Regions from separate parts of the Mus musculus genome. Here regions 1 and 2 are each linked to region 3. A link is a contact called in public Hi-C and promoter capture Hi-C data. All regions are on one chromosome and are shown on one strand. Each heading gives the region's core, a stretch centred on a gene start, on an enhancer-like site or on the middle of the called end of the contact. The rest is flanking DNA. Distances are from core to core; before and after follow the strand shown. Region 1 holds the start of Bckdhb (branched chain ketoacid dehydrogenase E1, beta polypeptide). Region 2 holds the start of Morf4l1 (mortality factor 4 like 1). Region 3 holds the start of Cyb5r4 (cytochrome b5 reductase 4).

What was found. Promoter capture Hi-C pulls out the DNA fragments that hold promoters and counts their contacts. A called contact is a pair of places that touch in the nucleus more often than the background predicts.
Region 1: a Hi-C map of CD4 T cells shows a contact between it and region 3, with 5 times the contacts expected there. The contact joins the promoter of Bckdhb here to the promoter of Cyb5r4 in region 3. A contact is called at or near these places in 1 of 39 promoter capture datasets (pre-B cells) and 1 of 484 Hi-C or Micro-C datasets (CD4 T cells).
Region 2: a promoter capture Hi-C map of pre-B cells shows a contact between it and region 3. The contact joins the promoter of Morf4l1 here to the promoter of Cyb5r4 in region 3. A contact is called at or near these places in 1 of 39 promoter capture datasets (pre-B cells) and 1 of 484 Hi-C or Micro-C datasets (CD4 T cells).

Annotation. Positions count from the first base shown.
Region 1 is chr9:83,923,768-83,926,467 of GRCm38.p6, reverse strand. Bckdhb (branched chain ketoacid dehydrogenase E1, beta polypeptide) reads right to left here and starts at 1,331. Exons shown (of 11, transcript NM_001305935.1): 1 at 1,109-1,331. The coding sequence starts at 1,298. It overlaps Gm36278 (a long non-coding RNA gene), which reads left to right and starts at 1,463. Exons shown (of 4, transcript XR_379675.2): 1 at 1,463-1,638.
Region 2 is chr9:90,113,568-90,116,267 of GRCm38.p6, reverse strand. Morf4l1 (mortality factor 4 like 1) reads left to right here and starts at 1,448. Exons shown (of 12, transcript NM_024431.3): 1 at 1,448-1,732. The coding sequence starts at 1,693.
Region 3 is chr9:87,020,612-87,023,311 of GRCm38.p6, reverse strand. It overlaps Cyb5r4 (cytochrome b5 reductase 4), which reads right to left and starts at 1,283. Exons shown (of 16, transcript NM_024195.2): 1 at 1,059-1,283. The coding sequence starts at 1,133.

The DNA.
Region 1 (2,700 bases), core at 82-2,581, 3.1 Mb after region 3:
CTTTGCTGTGAAAACAGTACTGAAGGCTGAGAGGGAAAAACGAACTGCTGTTCATCTTTCTAGTCCTACTATTTCACAAAACTGGGAAACCCCGTCATTGAAATTATTTCTAAAGGCCTCTTTATTGCCTTCCGTGGAGTGGCAAGTCTGGAATCCTGCTTACTAGATTCTGACCATTGGCGCTATGTCTCATGAACTTATGTCCTGTGTACTGTTGAATAATCTGCTTCAAGGCTTCCGTTTATCTAACTGCAAAGCAAACATGAAAACATGACCTACCTCACATGAAATTAAATCTTGTCCTATGAACTAAATGAGATGAGGAATGTAAATTTCACCAATAGCAAGCTTTCGGTTAAATATTCCATTATTGTTCACAAGTAAAGATGGGCTTCCAAAAACTGCCAGCCCCAAGTTATTAGACAAAAAAAAAAAAAAAAACAGTGTAGGTTTTCCTTACTTTCTCCTGGTGCTCTGCAGTTAGACCTAGGATGGAGGGCGACTGCATAAAACTTACAGGAGAAACAGTCAGAGTGAGGCAAAGGTGGCAGGACAGGAGCCTGCCCCATTCCCTTCTGTTCGCTCTTCTCCACCATCTCTATGGAATACTGCTTGGCCAGGTGACAGCGGGGCCCAGCAGGAGCTCTGTATGAGGCTGAAATAGAAGTCTGGATTCTTTCCCATCTTTAGGCAGAACCTGTCTCGTGACCTTGAGAAAATCAAATTCTAGTATTTACTCCCTAGGTTTACATTTTCAAATGAAAATTAAAAGGCAAGTGTTTTACAGACAGTTGCCTCAAGTTAGTGACTCAGTCTAGGACAAGCTAACACCTAAGACCTGATATGGGGAAAGCATGGATAGAACTCAGGGGAAGGGGGCGGGGGAGCGCTCTTTGGACAACTCCTCTACACCCTCAGGCCCTAGCAGAAGGCAGAGTGCCCTCTCACCTATCTTGAAGTTCCAGGGGCTGCATCTGAAGGGAAGAATCACCAAGGACGAGTAACAGGAACGCAAACTGACCCGAACCAAGGAGGCTCTAGAGTAGAGTCTAGAGTCTAGGGCAAGGCAAGGATAGAGCCGGGATGCAGCAAGATCCCCAAATCTCACCATACTGCAGGGACTCTGGGTCCGGATGGAAAGTGAAGTGGGCCACCCGCCGCTTCTGGGCCGTGTCCTCGCCCCCGGGTTGCAGGAAGCCTTGCACCAGCGCAGCGCAGCGCAGTCCGCACCGCCGCCGCTCTGCTCCCGCAGCCCGGAGCCACAGCAGCCCACCCGCGCGCGCAGCCACCGCCGCCATCCCCAGTTCTCAGGCACCGCAGCCCACGCTGCCGGCAGGGAGGGAGGAGCTAAGACGCAGGCTTCCTCATTGGGCAGCCTCGAGGGGCGGGTCCGTGAAAGAGACCAATCGGAGACGGAAGTTCGGGGGCGGGGATGGAGACGCTATGACCTGGCGGCCCGCCCAGACGGAAGCCATACCAAGGCCCCTGCAGCCTGAGATGTGGTCCCTGGGTCCCACCCCAAAATCAGCTGCAGGACTTGGGGTGTCACAACGCGACTGCCTGTGTTCTTTCGCAGTGTCATTTTTGCGGTGCATTTTTCAGTAGCGTTTTCGTTTTAGGCTGTGTTTCTCATAGTCTGTAAGTGCAATATGGTCATTGCAAAGACAGGCGTTGGTTTCGAGTTTCCGAAAAAATCTAGAATTCGGGAAAGGCCTTCACTCTTATTTTGAAATAGTAAATATATTTAAATCTTTAAAATTGATTTTGCTTATCCTGATTTAGATCATATCAAAAAATAGTAAGTAGAGATTTCGGCCTTCAAATCCACTAGGAATTTAAAGTCGAGGTGCAGCAAAAATCACCTAATGGTCTTACTCTGTGTAACTTAGAAATATGCAAGTTGCCGGGCGGTGGTGGTGCACGCCTTTAATCCCAGCACTTGGGAGGCAGAGGCAGGCTGGTCTACAGAGTGAGTTCCAGGACAGCCAGGGCTACACAGAGAAACCCTGTCTCAAAAAACCAAAAAAAAAAAAAAAAGCAAGTTGAATGACTGATTTAAAGTCAAAATAATCAACTTTATAAATTTTATCTTAAAATATTTAAGTGTTTTATATATATCATATATATCACATACATATCAAATATGATATCGCATATATATCATATATATGATATGTGTGTGTGTATTTATTTATCTTCCTTAGCCATGAGTTGGAAGATAGCCATCAAAATAGAATACAACAGAGGCAAGAAAGTATGTCTAGATCTCGAGGAAGGATTCCAGAATGGAGAAAGTATTATGACAGACTGAGAGAACAGAGAGGAAGGAGCCAGGAAGAAACATTCCTCCTGTAGTATTTGTGACCTCTTAACAGATGTTAGGTTTAGCTAAGAAGCACGGGGTAAGAGTAGAAATGGAATTCTACGTATTCAGAAATGCACACAAAGGAGACAGCTTAGACAGTGGCATTCAAATGTGGTAAGAGACTTAGAACAGCATGAAGAGAAACAAGCTCTTGAAGGTCAAAATGCTTCCAGAGGTAAGGCTGACCTGCACCCAGAGGATTAGAGGTTGCCAAAGCAGAGCACAGAGAACCATAGTCTTCCACAACAGGTGAGGTGGGTGCAAAGGCTCATTGTCGTGAAAGAATGAAGTGTCTTCCAGGGCAAGGAAAGAAATGTCTTGTTCCTATGCTGAGA
Region 2 (2,700 bases), core at 199-2,698, 3.1 Mb before region 3:
GCTGGCCTCAAACTCAGAAATCTGCCTGCCTCTCAAGTGATGGGATTAAAGGCATGTGCCACCACTGCCTGGCTGCTGTCCTGATTTTGAATCAATGATGAAAATGTTCACTCTTATACCTAGCTTCTTCTGCACAACATACTTCTGTTGATTTAAAATCAGAGAGTGGAAATAACATGTGTGGCAAGGATGTGGGAAAACAGGTATCCTCAACTTGCTGGTTGAAATGTAACCTGAGAAAACTTTTCACAAAGTAGTTTAAAGTACATCAGAACCAGGTTTGGTGGTGCATACCTCTAAATCCAGCACTTGGGAGGCAGAGGCAGGTAAATGTTTGAGTTTTGGCTAGCCTGGTCTACAGAGCTAGTTCCAGGACAGCCAGGGCTACACAGAGAAACTTGGTCTCAAAAAAAAAAAAAAAAAAAAAAATAACTGAAAAAAAAATAGAGACAGAGTTTCAGGAGCTAGACACTGTGAGTTCATGGTCCTCTCAGTCTATATAGCCAGTTCCAGGCAAGCCAGGGTTAAATATATTTAGTAAGACTCTGTTGAAAAGAGAAAAGGCTTTGACATAAAGGTTTGCCTAGGATAATTAGGTAGCTACAAAGTGTGGAAGGGCTTCAAATATCAGGGTGACTGTTTTCTGACTTATCTCCCTAATTAACAGCTCTGATCCTTTGTGTGCAATTCATGTAATTTAGTGGGTACAGGGGTACAGTGTTATTTCACAGCAGAGTACATTAAGGAGTTTTTGAACATAGGAACAATGTGAAGAGAGGTTTTGTTGTTGTTGTGGGTTGGGTTTTTTTTTTTTTGAGTATACATCCAATACTACCCCAAAGAAATAAGATGGCAAAAGATGGTACAAAGGGGTTAAGTATGGAACCTTGACTTTGACAGCAATCCAGGTTTGCCCCCTTTAGTGAGACTAAGTACTTCAAGAGTCAGAAGCTGCAATCTACAAATAGTCATGGGAACCGGACCCCCACCCCCTCCCAACCCCCAACTCCCTCAAACAGGGCATGGCTTTCTAGACACCGAAGCTTCTGGAGAGGATCACCTTCTCACTCGCATCTAGCTTCATTTCTGGCTTCCAGCGCTCTCCTAGGCCAAGTCCTGGTGATGCCGTGGAACTCAGGCTGCAGAGACAGTCCTGTCCTCAGGCCACTTCAACACCCCACCACATTTACCTGGCTTCATTTCCTATCTAAGCATCTGCCCCCCTTGAGTTTTTCCCATCCTTTCGTCACTAGCTAGTGATTTACTTATTCCTTCCTCTTTGTCACCTACAGAAAATAAAAATCTGGGTTTTAACAAGCCTCTGGGGTCTGGATACTTAGAGGGCTGGGGTTGGGGACAGGGGCGGTGGTGGATCGCGGGCGTGGGGGGGGGGCAATTGTCTCCCACTCCCCTCCCCCACCCTGCTGGCGTCATCCGAGGTCGAACTACCAATCCCGGCATGCCTCTGGGCGGCACGGGCGCAGGCTTGTGTGCGTAGCGGTTAGCCGTTGGCTGAGGCGGCGGCTGCGCGGGTCGCGGTGCTGTGAGGTCAGGCGGCGCTGGCAAATCGCGCCCAGGATGTAGAGCTGGCTGTGGCCGACGGCGCGTCTGACGCTGAGTTGGGTGGGGTAGAGAGTAGGGGGCGGTAGTCGGGGGTGGTGGGAGAAGGAGGAGGCGGCGAATCACTTATAAATGGCGCCCAAGCAGGACCCTAAGCCGAAATTCCAGGAGGGTGAGTGTGCCGCTTTGGGGAGAGGCATCTAACGGTGCACGGGAGAGAGGCTGACTCAGGGCGCTGGAGGTTTGGGGGTCGGGGTCGGCGGGGCTTGCGGCCGGGGGAAACCGTGCAGGCCTTGCTTTGTAAGGGGGAAAGGCGCACTGCGGAGGGTAATCTCAGTGCGTCATCCGCGACAGTGCTCGGTGGCGCGAAAGCGAGCCCCCGGCCACGGCCAGGGCCGAGGGCATCTCCGTGCGTGTGGCAGAGCCTCGGCGCTTGTTTGTTTGTTTTTCCGAGAGCGGAGAAAGTCTATTGAAGGGAGGTGCCCGGCGGGCGGGTGAGCGATGGCGACGGCGACGGTTGGGAGGTGATGTGGCGTGGGGGAGGGGAGCAGCGGCAGCGCATCCTCCCCGCTTAGCTCTCGGCCGCGGGCCGCGCGGGCGACTGTGGGCCGAAGGTTCGAGGCTGTTGGACAAACGAGCGGCTCTGTCTCGGCGTTGTGTGGAGTTCTGCTGTTGGGAGGACAGGGGATGGGGGGTGGGCTGTGCGCCCCGCGGCGGGAGAACTGCGTTGTAAGATGGCCGCGGCAAGATGGCCGCGCCATCATGGCTGCCGGCGTCTCGCAGCTTACACGCAGCTTCGGGCCAGATGCAGCGCCCCCTGGCACGGCGATCACGCGCAGACCAGTTCCTCCTCTTGCCTCTGAGTGATGGGTGGGGACAGAAAAAAAAATAAAACTGGAGCCGCCCGAGCGAGTTCCTAGGCTTGCTGTTGCCTGAGGGCATCGTTTTGCTGTTTTTGGAGCTGTGCGCCAGGGCCCTTTAAGTACTCTGTGCTCTGCCGAGCGGTTCTCGTGGAAACAGTTTTTAGTTCCTCCTTAGGGCGTTTCCATCTTGAGATGCATGGCCTCTTTGTCATTTTTAAATACAGTAGTTGCTTGACTGGTTGTAGTAGTATTCGATTTTAATGGCGATTTGAAAGCT
Region 3 (2,700 bases), core at 34-2,533:
ATCTAAGGAACTTGCTGTCTTTGCCTAGAAGTTTTCTCCTTTAAATGAATGCTGAGAACATAGCCATTTTAATGAAGAAAGTCAGTTACTGACGTTCTCATTCTACAAAGGGCAACCTTAGACTATGGAGCCAAGCACTTAGCTTAAAGAGAGAGCAAGATACCCAGTTGATGGCTGGTGAGCAGAGGCGCACACACAGCAATGAAGGAAATGTCATAATCACAAGCTTACGTGACTGATAGCAGACTTTCATCAACCTATTTCTTTTTACCAAGAATGAAGATAGTAAACGTCCCTAGCTTCAGGGTAACTGTGAAGATTCAATGGGCAAAGGAAAAGGACTCCAGATACACATGGCCATCAGTGAGCCCACAAAACATCTTAGTGCTATGTATGATTAAAGCTGGGGACAGACATTTCTGAAAAATAAATGAAAACCTCAATTCCTTTTCTGATCTAAGGGCAAAACCTCAGATCTAAGTGGAGAAGAATGGAAAGTCTCAAAGTCATATAAAATAAAACTCGAGAAAGGAATCGAGTAGCCCAAGAAGACAGAAGTCTCAAAAGAAAATACCAAGATGTGGTTACAGAATAAGGAACTAGCAAAATAACATAAGAGCATTCGCCTTGCAATGAATACACTACACAATTTGTACTGAATTTTGCAACTATATATCTGTATTTCCACCTGCTGCTGACAGTAACCATATTCAACAAATAGACAAGAGCATGGTACCAGATTCAAAATCAACCAGGGGTGTCTACAGATGAGGCAGTGCTGGAACCACTGGCTACCGTATACACAGAGGAGTGCGACTTGAAGAGGTGGCACTAAATCTGACGGCAGGTTTGCAGACTCCAATCATCCCTAGCCACCGCCACTGCTCAGCCTGGATCTTTGACCGTAAAGAACAAAAGACTGGAGAGGACAGCTTGAGACAGAAATGCAACCATGCCGGAAGCGGGGTGCCGAGTGGACTTACCGCGGCCAACTTCAGCAGCTCAAACACACTTAGGGCGTTTGAGTTAGTAGTCGAACGAACGGCGTCGCCACTTACCTTGCTGCGCCCCTGGGAGGAGACGCGCTGCTGGGAGCCGGGGGCCGGGAAAGCCTGGGAAGGGACGTTCAGCATCCTGGGCCCCCGGCTCGGGCCGCATCCGGGCTCCGCCACCGGACAGGCTGCCCTGGTGGGACCCCAGCGCCCACCACCGTCCGTGCGGGCTCCTTGGCCCGGCCGAGGCCAAGCCCCCGACCCACTTCCGGGGTCGCCAGGGGTCAGGCGCGTCGTGACGCAATCACGCTCACGAGAGGCGGGGCGGGGGCGGAGTCAGAGGAAAGGCTCACTCACTCTGTGAGCCCGGTCGCCCGGCTTGGGAAGGGGTGGCTGTGCGGGGGTTGGGGGCAGGGCAGCGCATGCTCAGTTACTCTTTGGTCCTAAACTTCAGCACCACAAGGAAATGACAGCTTTCTGCTGAAAGATCAGAGAGTGAAGCTGTTCCCCAGCCCTGGTGCTGATAGAGGCCGAGGGTTATTTCTGGTAGAACAAGAAGACCAGTGCCTGTCTCTTGATAAACAACAATTGAAATATGAAAGAAAACAACACTATCAAAACGTTCAGACTGCTGAATAGTTCTCTCCTGTAAAATACTAAGCTCTAGGAAAGAGGACTTCACAGTTTCATGAGCTAAGAAGCCGAACTCAAGCAGCCTCTGCTGTGGGTTAAGAAACGTCACGTTTGGGGAACCAGTCTGGAAAACGAGTAAAAGACGTTTCCAGACGACGTTTCCAGAAGACCTTCTCTATCCATACACTCACACATTCTTCCTCCTCCCATAACTCTTCACTTTCCCTGAAATCTACAAGTAGCTCACTCCTAAATAGAGTGATTTGGTTTTGGTGTCATCCTTGTATTTAATGGCCTATGCACGCTACTTTTTATTAAAGGAACATTTTGTCTGTATAGGCTTGGGTTTCTGTAAGAAATAAATGGCTATATCTAAACCATATACTGTATATATTAATAGGCATGTAACAAAAGACAGGCCACCTTATACTATCCTGATTTGTTAACAAGAGAAATTCCTAACACTGTGGGTCCATGTTAGTGATACATTGGCTTTTTCTTTTTGCTAGGAAAATACACAGATCCACAGGGTGGAATCCAATAGAAAGAGAACATTTTCCCAAAGAGTAGTTCTAAATAACCCATCCCATTCTCTGTGGGGTTCTAATTTTTTCTGATTCTGGACACATCATTTACTCCAGCTATGTAGTTTCCAGAGTCCCTGGGAGTCAAAGTTGTGATAATGTGGTTTAATATTATGAGAGAGTCTGTGGATATGCTTAGTCATTCAAGCACGGGACATTTCTTAGCTAGCTAATTACCTCTCATCTCCACCTCTACCCATTTTTATTCTGGAATACTGCAGGAAAATATTTTTGGTATATTGTCAGACAAGCATTGAACTTGCAGTTCTCCTGCCTCATCCTCACAAGTAGCTCAGATTATAGATTAATAAAATATGTTTGTTTGCACCTGAACTGCTGAGCAGGTGATTATATAAAAACTAAAAGGACTTCATGAGCATAATCTACTGTGTCACCCTAACCATGCAAGTCCATCGTCCATCTCATTAAAGTATGGAATAAGTTTTCTTCTGTGATGCCTATGTAAGAAAAATCAGTCACTGAGGATTTAT